Linked DNA regions of Rattus norvegicus: region 2 is linked to region 1. A link is a contact called in public Hi-C data. All regions are on one chromosome and are shown on one strand. Each heading gives the region's core, a stretch centred on a gene start, on an enhancer-like site or on the middle of the called end of the contact. The rest is flanking DNA. Distances are from core to core; before and after follow the strand shown. Region 1 overlaps Rbfox2 (RNA binding fox-1 homolog 2). Region 2 overlaps Rbfox2 (RNA binding fox-1 homolog 2).

What was found. A called contact is a pair of places that touch in the nucleus more often than the background predicts.
Region 2: a contact with region 1 is called in a Hi-C map of liver, with 1.5 times the contacts expected there. The contact joins two enhancer-like sites. A contact is called at or near these places in 6 of 12 Hi-C or Micro-C datasets (the A7r5 cell line, the Rat2 cell line, Schwann cells and 2 more).

The regions. Positions count from the first base shown.
Region 1 is chr7:110,714,085-110,720,044 of GRCr8, forward strand. It overlaps Rbfox2 (RNA binding fox-1 homolog 2), which reads right to left. Exons shown (of 14, transcript NM_001414967.1): 6 at 3,903-3,995; 7 at 1,201-1,261. Among named protein-coding and RNA genes, the nearest start is that of Mb, 69 kb to the left of the region's middle. Within about 2 kb of position 3,272, at least 1 of the 93 cell types and tissues checked has an H3K27ac peak or open chromatin away from gene starts, as enhancers often do. A contact at or near this core is called in liver, where this site is marked.
Region 2 is chr7:110,753,528-110,759,487 of GRCr8, forward strand. The region is part of intron 2 of Rbfox2 (RNA binding fox-1 homolog 2); the gene reads right to left. Among named protein-coding and RNA genes, the nearest start is that of Mb, 110 kb to the left of the region's middle. Within about 2 kb of position 3,529, at least 2 of the 93 cell types and tissues checked have an H3K27ac peak or open chromatin away from gene starts, as enhancers often do. A contact at or near this core is called in liver, where this site is marked.

The DNA of each region.
Region 1 (5,960 bases), core at 2,022-4,521:
TATGTACCCTGAAACTCATTACTCTTCTGTCTTACCCTTCCTAGTGCCAAGTTACAGGTGTGAGCCACCATTATCTGGCTGAAATAAGTCACTCTCAAGCCAATCCCTTATAGTGATAAAAATGCTCATGAAGGCCAACACAGTGGTTCAGTGAGTAAAAGCATTTACCACCACGTCTGTTTGATGCCTGGGTCCCATATGGTGAAAGGAGAGAACAGACTTATGTGGGTTGAGGCATCCTCTGACCTACACACACACCAGAATGAATAAAATGCTCATGTTGTGTGCCCTTGTGCACCCCTGCCCCCAGAGTTGCAGGTAGCTCAGAGCCACCTGACATGGGTTCTGGGAACTGATCTTGGGTCCTGAGTTGTTACTTCAGTGCTAAATTCTGCATTTCAGAAAACAATTTAAACTTATTTTGTGTGTTGAGTATGGGTGTGGGTATGCTATGGAGGGCAGTGGGGATGAGAAGACAATTTCCCTGTTGTTTCTGCCACTGTATGGCATATTTTAGGCTGGCCAGCCCAAACTTTTGCCTAAGGTTCTTGGATTACAGATGTGGACCACCACACATAGCTTTTCACATAGGTTCCAGTTTCTGAACTCAGGATCTCAGGCTTGCATGGCTGGTGTTTTTTTCCTGAGGAACCACCTTTCCAGCCCATCATTGAAAATCCCACTCTCACAAATGTTTATTAAACTCACTGTATAACTTGTCCTCACGGAATAAAAAGCTACACCCTAAAGCCCCAGGGCCATTGCTGACAGGTCTTAGGGAAAGCAAGGAATCTAGAATTATAAAAGAGACTGGAGGTTTTCCTTCCCACTAATCCAGATCACACTCACAGGAGGGGGAATCAGTAGGAAAACACTCCTGGGTCTTCAGGGCTACATGGGAAATTCCCATGTTACAAGGAGCTACAGAGACTGAGGATGCTCATGGGCTACCTATCTGCTTTAGCAGGTAGCTTCTTAAAGTGGCATGTACTGTGTAGAAGACCAAAGTTAATGAGATCAAAACAGCTTTGTAAGTTAAACACTTAGCTTAATTTTAAGGGAAAAAAATGAATCTGTAAAGATAAAACATTTTTCTAAGAGGTCAAATGTGAATTGAGCTGATAGTCCTAGAAAGTCATGAAAATTTCCTATATCTACATAAGAACAAAGGTTCCCCCAAGGTAGCTTGTAACTCCTCACCATTTGCATATGGTGTGACCATCTTCTTGTTGGTCATGACCCGTGCGGTAGCATTATTCACCTAAAAATAATGAGCAGACAAGAGGGGCAGGAGAGACACATTAGGGACATTACTGAGCATCCAGTAACAGTACATCATTTAAAAAGTAAATTTCTGATAGCATTTAGATAATTAACATAGCATTATAAAATAGTCATAGAATTTTAATGTAAGCGTTTTATTAAATGAGGCTAACAAGAGTAAAATGTAGTTTCTTGGTCTCCAAATAGAAAACTGTGGCTGTTCTACCTGTCAGCACTGCAGAGAAACCGTGCAGTTACAAGTTCTCTGGACACCTTAAGATGTCTCTTTACTGAGGATGCTTTGGAAAAAAAGGAAATAGGGAACAAATATATCTACAAAAGAACGTTGAAGCTTGTTAATAAAACAGAGGCTTGCCACCTGAGCCATGATGCTGATGTCATATCCTGTCCTGATGTTCTCTATCTTTTCTTAACTACTTGGGATTAGAAAATAAATAGAGGGACTAAAGATTCCTGTGGTGGCAGTCTGTGGGTCATCCTCAATTTTCTAGATCACGTGGATCACTCATTTAAGATGAAGCTTCAGAGGGCCTTTGGCACAAGTGCTCGGCAGTGAAGAGTGATTGCTTAGCTCTCCTGTCCTGTGGTCCTCTATCCCATGACAAAGCATGTATGAGGCTTCTCCACGCCAAGGTGGGGAAAGGAGAGGAGCGGCAGAAGTTAGGACACTGTGGGTGGTCTCGGGACCACCTTCAGAGCCTCATCATAAACTTAACTGCAGCTTGCCTTGAGCTTGGAGCTTATGAAATATAAATATGTCTCATCTGTTTTTTAAAAACAAGTCTCATTAGGAAGCTCAGGCTGAGTCTGGAATTTGCTATGTAACCAGGCTGGCCTCAAATCTGTGATCCTCCTATCTCAGCCTCCTGAATGCTTAGATTATAGGCTTGTGCCACCAAGATCAGCTTACTTTGCCTCTAAGAATATACATTGTACTAGATTTATGTTAAGGAGACCAATTTGCAGTAAAACTGGAATTTAAAAACATTTATGACCTTCTCTCTCTTCCTTCATGAAGACAGCTTGAAACTTCATTTACTCTAGTTTGACCACCAGATAATGTAAACATTTCACATTTACAAAGAAAGAATGGGAGACAACAACGATGAGATTGAGAGCATGCAGTTAACACACACAAAGAAAAGAAAGAAACAATTCGGAAAGAAGAGGGAGAGTGAGCAGCAAGGTCGGAATGGAGCAAGGGCTTGAACCAGCTGCTACAGCAGAAAGCCACCAAGCAATTCAAAGGAAAACCAGCCAGAACCAAGCAGACACTACCAGTCAGCAAGAGACACCCACAGCTCCAGACAGAGAGGGACAGGGAGGAAGAAAGGAAGGGGCTGAAATGGGAAGCCAGGGAAACTGAACAGCGTGGTAGGGGAGAACAGGAAAGAACAGGAGGGGTGTTGACAGGAAAGAGCTGCACAGGGGTTTAGGAAAGGGGGCAGAGTGCATTAATAAAACCAGCCAAACTGGAGTTCAGTAACTCTGAGTAAGATGCGCAAGGGGAAAAAAAATCACCATGAAGTCAGTAACCAAACAGCTCAGACTGCTACAAGACAGGATGTACATCCAAAGTCCAGGCGACATCACCCCACAGCAGTGAAAATAAAAGGGGCAGGAAGGGAGAGAAGCAAGTCAAACCACATCTGGTAGTGTTAATGTGAGATGGCAGATGGACTTTTTCTCTCTTAATTGTTTTGTGATTACATTTTTAAAAGCTTCTTCGCTAGCACTTTCAGTTCACTTACCGCCAACGGGCACCATCGCCAGCACTGTGTATAGTTACCATGGAAAGAGTGAGGCAAGTGAAGGGCCCTAAATGCTAAACCATTGGAAAGGGGAAAAAAGCAAAATATGCAGACATCTTACTCAAATGGTGGCTTTTATATTTAATACTTTAAAAAACTGGGAAAGGGGAGAGGAGCCAGTTAACCTTCAATCTGTTCGTCACTCTATGCTGGTGAGCCCAAGGGCTGATTTTGCAATCACCACATCTGTCCATCAATGCCACCAGCTGCCCTTGAACCCTCTCTTGAGACTGCATTTGTCAACTTTGGAGGCAAGGCTTGAAATTCTCGGTATTAAGATTTAAAACTACCAGAATTTTAGATTCTGCCCCCCCCCCCCCCATAATCATCTATCCACACGTACCAAACGTACTTGGAGGGGAACTGGCCTCCAAGACACAATGCTAGAGCTAGATAGGTTTTAGACATTTTTGAAGTTAGTTTTGCTTAGGCCTCATTATAGGAATTCAGAGTCTTGCAAACTGAAGCAAAGGAAAAAAACTCAAGAGAGCAGAAGGATGAACATTTTGGAAGAGGGAAAAAAAGTAAGTGGAAAACAGGTAAGCATACATCCCCGCCCTCCAAATTAACCCTTGAACAACCAAGAGCAGGGGAGAAGCCGACAGATTGTTACTTTATAGTGTAGTGCAAGGAGGTGAAGACAGACAGACAGGAGTGCACACACGGACAGGAGTGCACATACAGACAGAGTACACACACAGACAGGAGTGCACACATGGACAGGACAGGGGTCCAAAGGTGAAGTGAGGCAGTACACAAAGAGAAAGAAAAATATAAATGAGAAATTGAATTATTGAAGACATGCACCTCGATTTTACGGCCCTCTACCACGGTGCCGTGCAATTTCTCCCTGGCCCTGTCTGCATCAGCACTATTCTCGAAAGTTACGAACCCGAATCCCTGCATGCAGCGGGAGAAGGGGGAAAACATGCACATCGTTATATTGAAATACTCATCTTTTGGTAAACAGAAAACATCACAGTATGAAGTGACGTCAGCACAACTAACACCAGCAATTTCTTCCAAAGGCACATTTTTGATCCATGCATATTTTGTAAAGGGAAATTTAAACCCAATAAAAGGATAAAGAACTGCAATAATAACAGTAACTTAATTAACTGCAGTAACAATACGATAAAATATGAAGTATGTGAGGCCAGACCAAGATTAAGGTAGGAAGCTACTCGGGTCAAACTATTCAACCAAAAATCTGAACATACAAAACAAACCAAACCCAGGAAGCTGTTATTACTGTGTGCACACGTATGCACTGGTGCAGTGGAGGGCAGGGCAGAGGTAGACGGCGCAGTGCCTTCACTGACTGCTCCAATGAGCCAGCTCTCTACGTATGTCTCTTTTCTTAATGTGAGTGCGGAGGGTCAAACTCGGGTCCTCACACTTGCAAGGGACACACACATTTTACAAACCAAGCCATCTTTCTAGATCCCGCTCTTCTCTCAGCTGACTCTCTGACCTGAAGCCTATACTTCTCTACTAACTGCTGTGTAAAAACTCACACTCAAGGTTACCGGCTCCATAACGAGATGTGAAGGAGTTCGTTCAGTCCTGCTTTACCTGTGTCTTACACCACGGACTTTTGGGAGTAGAGTAACTGAAGACAGTAGTAAGGTCTAGTTCTGTGGGTAACAGCGGTGTAAGCAAGCCTAAATATCACTGGAAATGGACAACTGGGACTTTTCTTCACCAACAATTTTAAATGATCAGATTGGCACTTTATGGAAAAACTCTCCCACTTTATGTGTATGGCTGAATTTCAGAAAAATACCTATACATCTGTTGATGTCTATCTCTGCTGTTAAAGGCAAATTAGAGATTCTTCCCCATGAGGAAAAGCAGGAATCAGGCATCAGGAGTGAGGAATGATAGTAACAGTGGTGGTCCGCTGTTGACAGGAAGACACCATGAAGGAGGTAATGCGGCAGCTGCCGTGTGGGTCAGGATTAGTACAACGTGCCCTGTATTGGATATAAAGAGAGCACACAAACAAGGCCAGGGGCTAACCTACCCTCTGCTCATCTCCAGAGGCAGCTCACCACAGGGACTACCTCATCAAGTGCCCACCACCTTCACCACAGGTACACTGGCACTGCCCACTTCCCACAGCTGTAACTTTAGTCATTTCTCTAGCAGTTTACACCTGCAGAGGGGAACCTCTCAGGATTGTCTGAGGAGTCACTGAAGCCTAACAACACAGGCATGCCTCCATATATAAAACCCCATCTTAAACAGATTTTACAGAGCCAGAAATGGTGGTGTACTCCTTTAATCGCAGCTCTGGGGAGACCGAGACAGGCAGATCTCTGAGTTTGAGGTCAGCATGGTTATAGAGTGACTTCCAGGACAGCCAGGACTATACAGAGAAGCCCTGTCTCAACCAACCAAAAACCAAATCAAATCAAGCCAACCAACAAAAACAAAACAAATGACAATGACAAAAAAACAAACAAACTTTTATAAAATCAAGGCTATGATGATCCCTCCACAGTCTAACTGGTCACGTGGGTAGGCTGTGTCTGAAAGATTCTAATGAATTATCTCTGCTCACGCCAGCGTACCACACCTGTACAAGTACCCCAGGAGGGTATGCTCTGTTGACAGGACAAATGAATGTTTACTGTAGTGGATGCTAGGATAACTGTTTTTAACACTCTCCTACAGAATGTATACACTGGTTGGAAATAGTAATAGCAAAGTATTTTCAGAAACAAATTTAATAATAGCATGTTGACAGCAACTTTGACGGCCTCGAGGTACTGAAGGCAAGTTATGAAGGATGCCAGTGTCTTTCTTTTCTCTGAAGATAAACAGACTCTGAGGACAAGAAGCCAATTCTTCTACACAAGA
Region 2 (5,960 bases), core at 2,279-4,778, 40 kb after region 1:
AAGGCACAGTGACAGGTGATGAAGTGAGGAAGGTGGTGGTGGGAAGAGACTGACAGGTGGGAGGAGCTGGGAAAGCTGCAGCCAGTCAGCCAGCATTCTGGTTTCTGAGGTCTGAGAGAGTCCAAGCAGAGAGGTGGTATATGTGGTTCTTTCAGCAAAGGCAGGAGCAAGTAGACCCATTTCAAACACTCTACCCAAGACATGGTGCCCACATGTTTGAAATCCTGAGAAGACGTCATCCTGTGTTGCTCTCCAATTTCTGTACCAATTATTCTATCCACTTCTCCCTATCTGGCTAATTGACACAGAGTGTTTAATGCATGGTTCAAATACTTACTCTTTTCTGGGCTGTTACTCACCCAAAACAGATCTCTTTCTCCTCTCCTATCCCTACCCCGGTATTTAACTTTCTAAGCATTGTACCCTATTACCATTACTTGTGTGCTGACCCACTGGCCTATGGGTCTTCCATGGAGCAGGAACTCCATAACCAGGTAAGTGCCTAGTTCCAGTTCTTCCTATGTGCAGATCCTAGGGACCAGAAGTCCTCTTCTAGACTCCATGGGCCGGCCTGCCTCCCTCCCTCCCCCCCCTCCCTCTCTCCCTTCCTCCCTCCCTCCCCTTCTCAATCTCTCCAGGGGTATTTTTTTTAAGACATAAGAATTACAATCTTGTGCATATAAACATTTGCTATTTTGAAAAATATCCGAAGTGATACTGAATATGGACTAGAACAAAACTCGGCAGAGGTAAACAGGCGACTACAGAAAGGAAGAAGTGTCTTAGACTAAAGGCTTCTAACTCAGAAAGACCCCTGATAGCAGCTATTTCAAAGGGGTAGTTGGCAAATCATTTTTCCCTTTGTAAGTTTTATTTTGGGGGCTGGATAGATAGCTCAGAGGTTTAAAAGCATTTCTTGGTTGCCAGAGGACCCAAGTTTGGTAGCTACCATCTACACTGAGTAGCTCACAACCATTTATTTTATGTAGGTGAGTAGTACACTGTCACTGTCATCAGACACACCAGAAGGGAGGGCATCAGATCCCATTCCATATTTTTTTCAATTCCCATGTGGGTGCTGGGATTTGAACTCAGGACCTCTGGAAGCCCAGTCAGTGCTCTTAACTGCTGAGCCATCTCTCACCCTCACAATTGTTTATAACACCAGAGCTAGGATCTGGCTCCTGCATAACATCAGACACAATTACACATATATAAACAGAAAGCAACAAAACAAACAAACCAAAAACAAACAAACAACCCCCAAAAACAAAAACAAACCCCCTCCAACCCTTGATGGTTGTAAGCCACCATGTCCAGCCCCCACAACCCTTTGTTTTTATTAAAAATGGCCATGCAGGCATGCTCAGAGACTTGGGGTGAGCAGCAGCTCTGTCCCTCAGGTTCAGGGGAAGTGGTCCTCTTTTAGCATCTCTTAAGAGGCAGAGGTCCTAGACAGGAGGTGCAGATGCTCGGGATGCTCCTAGCCTTAGGCAGCCCAACAAGGTACAGTGCACCCCACACCTGAGGCCCTGGAAGAAGGAAGGGACAAGTGAGTTTGTTCCATGCAAACTGAACAAATAATAGGCAAATGGGCCACAAAACAGTGCTATGCCAGCCTCTGATGGAGGAGGGGAGGAGGGAGGGAAGGAGGGAGGATACATATACACAACGATAGTAAAACTTTAAAAAATAATTAAGGAGTTGGATAAGTCATTTAGCAGGTAAGAGTACCTGTAGCTCTTCTAAAGGATCTGGGTTTGATTCACAACACCCACATACATAGCTGTTCACATCCATCTGTAAGTCTAGTTCCAGGGGATCTAATGCCCCTCTCTGGTCCTTGTGGGTACTGTACAATGGTAGACAGACATACATGCAGGCAAAACATTCCATTTCTCCACACACATAAAAATATAGCTGGAGGGCTGGAGAGATGGCTCAGTGGTTAAGAGCACTGACTGCTCTTCCTAGAGGTCCTGAGTTCAATTCCCAGCAACCACATGGTGGCTCACAACCATCTGTAATGAGATCTGATGCCTTCTTTTGTTGTGGCTAAATAGCTACAGTGTACCTTTAATAAACAAACAAACAAACAGATAAATAAATAAATAAATCTTAAAAAAAATACAGCTGATGTGGTGGAACATGCCTTTAGTCCCAGCATTCAGGAAGCAGAGGCCAGCAGATCTTTACGGGTTTCAGGCCAGCTTGGTCTACATAAGGAGATTCAGGACAGTCAAGGATACATAATAAGACCCAGTCTCAAAACAAAACAAAAACACCAACAGACAATAACATCAACAATAAAATAAAATAAGAGTATAATTAAATCCCCCAAACATGTTGACCTGGTTCTTTGGAGAGAAGCAATCGTTTGTTTACCTTTCATGCCAAAGAAAGAGGGTGGCACAGTAGGTTGGAGAAGTGCTTGGAAAGGCCTGGGCAGTGCCAAACAGTTAGCCACCCATGCCCACAGAGCCTCTGGCTGCTTCCCACCTTGGTTTTACGGTAAATGCCCTGTCTTTACTAAAGCAGCTTCATGTCTGCTGCCAGGTTTTGGCCTCCTCCTTTTTAACCTATCTTTTTCCCCCCTCTGCGTTAATTTTTCTAGAGCTCTGTTTAGCCCTTGTTATCAGTTCTGCACTTCTCTGCATTCTTCTGCCAACGGATACTTTTTCATACTTCTGTATTACTCGTGGGTCTTACATCAGATGGGAGACAATGGAAAGCATCCTAACCCAGTAGCCAGCCTTGCATTATTCAAGACAACTTTAAGCAAGCTTTCAAATCTAGACTATGTAATGAGAAAAACTGGCTCCCTAAAAACAAATCGGGGTTTCAAAGGAAAAGAATAGTGTTTGCTACAATTCCAGAGACAGCCCTTGTACTTAAGCTTCAAGAAATTAGGCAAATGGGACAGGGAGATGGCTAGTGGGGAAAAGCACTTGCTGTGCAAATGAGTTCAGATCACTTTACAGAATCTGTGTAAACTCCAGACCCAGTGATGTGTGTCTATGACCTCAGTGTTTCTACAAGTCACACGGGAGGTAGATGGGGTTGGGGGTCCTCTGGAAGCCTGTGAGGGCTAGCCTGGGAGAGATGCACAGCTCAGTGGCAAACAACAGGAGAGACATTGCCTCACACACGGGAGGTGAGTAGTGAGGCTGCCTTCTGTCCTCCACACAAACATGCACACTCATGTGCTGTGAACACATACATACCCTTAACGTAAATATACATTCTAAAGATGAAATCAGACACAGTGAGTGTGTGGGAAGCAAAGCACCTCAGAGGAGCAGAGTCCAGTGCATGCTATGCTTTGCAGTCCTAATGCCCCAAAAAATGCACCAGCAGTTATTCTAAAGACTGACAGACATAGAAGGTTGGCAAGTGTTTAACCACTCTCAGAAAACAAGAGAAAATCAAGTATTTACTCATTAGAAAGTCTCCTCCTCAATGAATGTAATAGTGGCCCAGACAAGAATGGAGACCAAAGAGGAAAATTATTTCTGTTGCCTCATTGATCTAACAAATGGATCAATAAGGCATGTCACGGACTCTGATCCTTCAGTCAGGAACAGCCAGGAAATATAAACCAGTGATTGCAAGATTTAATCCTTGTTCACAAGAAGACAAGAAGAAACCACCAGCAGGCCGCTTCCCCTCATCAGGGTAGCCTGTGTCCAAGGAAAGGAAGACATGTGGATCAGAAAGAAGGTACACTGGAAACCAGCCTTGGATTCAATGCATCTAAGATGTGAAACACACCCAGATTTTTCTCTACATTTTCTGTGACAATCAACTAAATGCTCAATTTTAAAAGGTGATAGTGGTATGGACACTGTTCCTTCTCCTTACCTGAATTTCATCATCCATATCAAAACTATACAGTTATTACTCAAAAATTAAAATTCAGGTTGGAGATGTAGGTCGTTGGGTGGAATACTGGCCCAGCAAAGTGCAAGGCTCTGGGCTTGAATCACCCTATGTATATAAATTATTTTTTAGCATAGAATGACTGGCAGGGCTGGAGGAGAGGTGGCTCAGTGGTTTAGAGTTTTAGTGCCCTTTCCAGAGGACTGTGGTTCAGTCCCAGCACTCACAGTGCTTTGTAACCATCTGTGACTCTAGTTCTAGAGTTTCACCAGGCACTGTACACACAATACTCATGCGTGCAGATAGAACAGTCACACACATACACAAGCATAACACACACAGTTAACTTACTTGCTTCTCTCTTTCAGAAGAAAGGAGCAAGAATGCCTCCCTGAAACTTGGACCACTACAGGTCAGCCATGTGTTAGGCAGCGGGACACAAACAAGGGAACAAAAGTTCTGGCTTCAGTTCTGCCTTTAACATGTGCCTGAGCAACCCACAGCTTCTCTGGAATGTACTCTGATTTTTAAATGAACTTCACTTGGGATTTAACAGTCTGTAGTTCTGAGATAAGGGGTCTTACTCGGAGAGAGAGAGAAAAAAAATCAAGTTTCTAGAAAACGAAGAAATGTGTTTGGTATATTATCATGTAAACGTAAGCATTTTCTTCTGTAAGAGAGTCAGCAAAATATTATTAAACAGTTTATTTGTTCCCCAGCTCAAATAGCTACAAGCTATTGCAGAGAGCCAATCAAGTCAGTCCGCCACACCTGCAGGCACATCTATTCCCAATATGTAGAAAAAGATGAGCCAGCTAAAGATGCAGAGACTTTCCCTTATCATTATTCCCCAAAGACTCAAGGACAGCAACCATTCACAGCACTTATGCTGCTTCAGGGATTATAACCCAGGTATAACCAGGGCATGCATAGGTTTTACACAAACATCTCACAGGGGTGGAATGGAACCAACTCTTTGGAGGCAGTTAGGTGGTTGAGCATTTTTAGTCTTTCTAGCACATTGTACAGTGCTCTCCACATGAATTACTACACCCTCAGACTCTTAAACCACTGTGCTGATACAAAATGTCAAGAAATAGTTAAACCAATAACATCTCCATTTATCACAGAAGAACTTAAGGCTTTCAAAAAAGTAACACATTTCTCAAAGTATTGGATAAAATGGTTTAAAGACATTTAGTAAGGCAAGAAAAAACTCCTGCTAAGTAAGCTAAATATCAGAGCCTAGATTATTGTTTTGAGAAAGGTCTCACATAGCCTAAGCTAGTCTCCAGTTCTCCATATACACCAGGGATGACACTGAGTTACTGACTCTCCTGCCTCCATTTCCCGTGCTAAGATTACAGGTATGTATACCATATTTTATGTACACTGGGGACCAAATTCAGGATGTCATACACACTAAGCAAGCACTCTACTGACTGAGTCACAGCCCAGCCCATGATCTACATTCCAAATGTTATACTTGACATAATGGACTCTTGACATAATGGAGGGCACCATGGTGAAAGGAGGAGGGTAGCAAGACATTGGAGGGATAAATCTAGGTTTAAACCTAGACTCTGGGAACTTGGATAAGTCATGCAATCCCTCAATGCCTCAAGACCTTCATCTGTAAAATGGAAAAAGGGATCCTGCCCATCAATGTACATGTAAGCACCAAGATCAGGTGTACACAAAACAATAACATCAAAAAACAAAACAAAACAGGCAGTTGAGAAATTAGTCACTATCACTGTGATTTAAGACCACACAGTCCAAAACACAAGCCAGTCACTGAGCTAGAAGCTTAAAAATCCTGTGTTCTCTTCCCCATAATAGGGGACACTGACATTAATAGGAATCTAGGAAAGGGGAACCCAAGTCTTCTTTACTAAAGATGAAGTTAGAGCAATAAACACCCCTGGATAACTGCTGTGCTTGCGTCTTAGGAATTCTCTCTCAAGGCTCCTTGAAATTGTTGTTCAACTGATTTCCATGCATCAGCTAAGAATACATTAAATGAGACACTATTTTTATTTCAAAATACTCTTTTGTTTGTAGTCTTGTTACTCCAATAC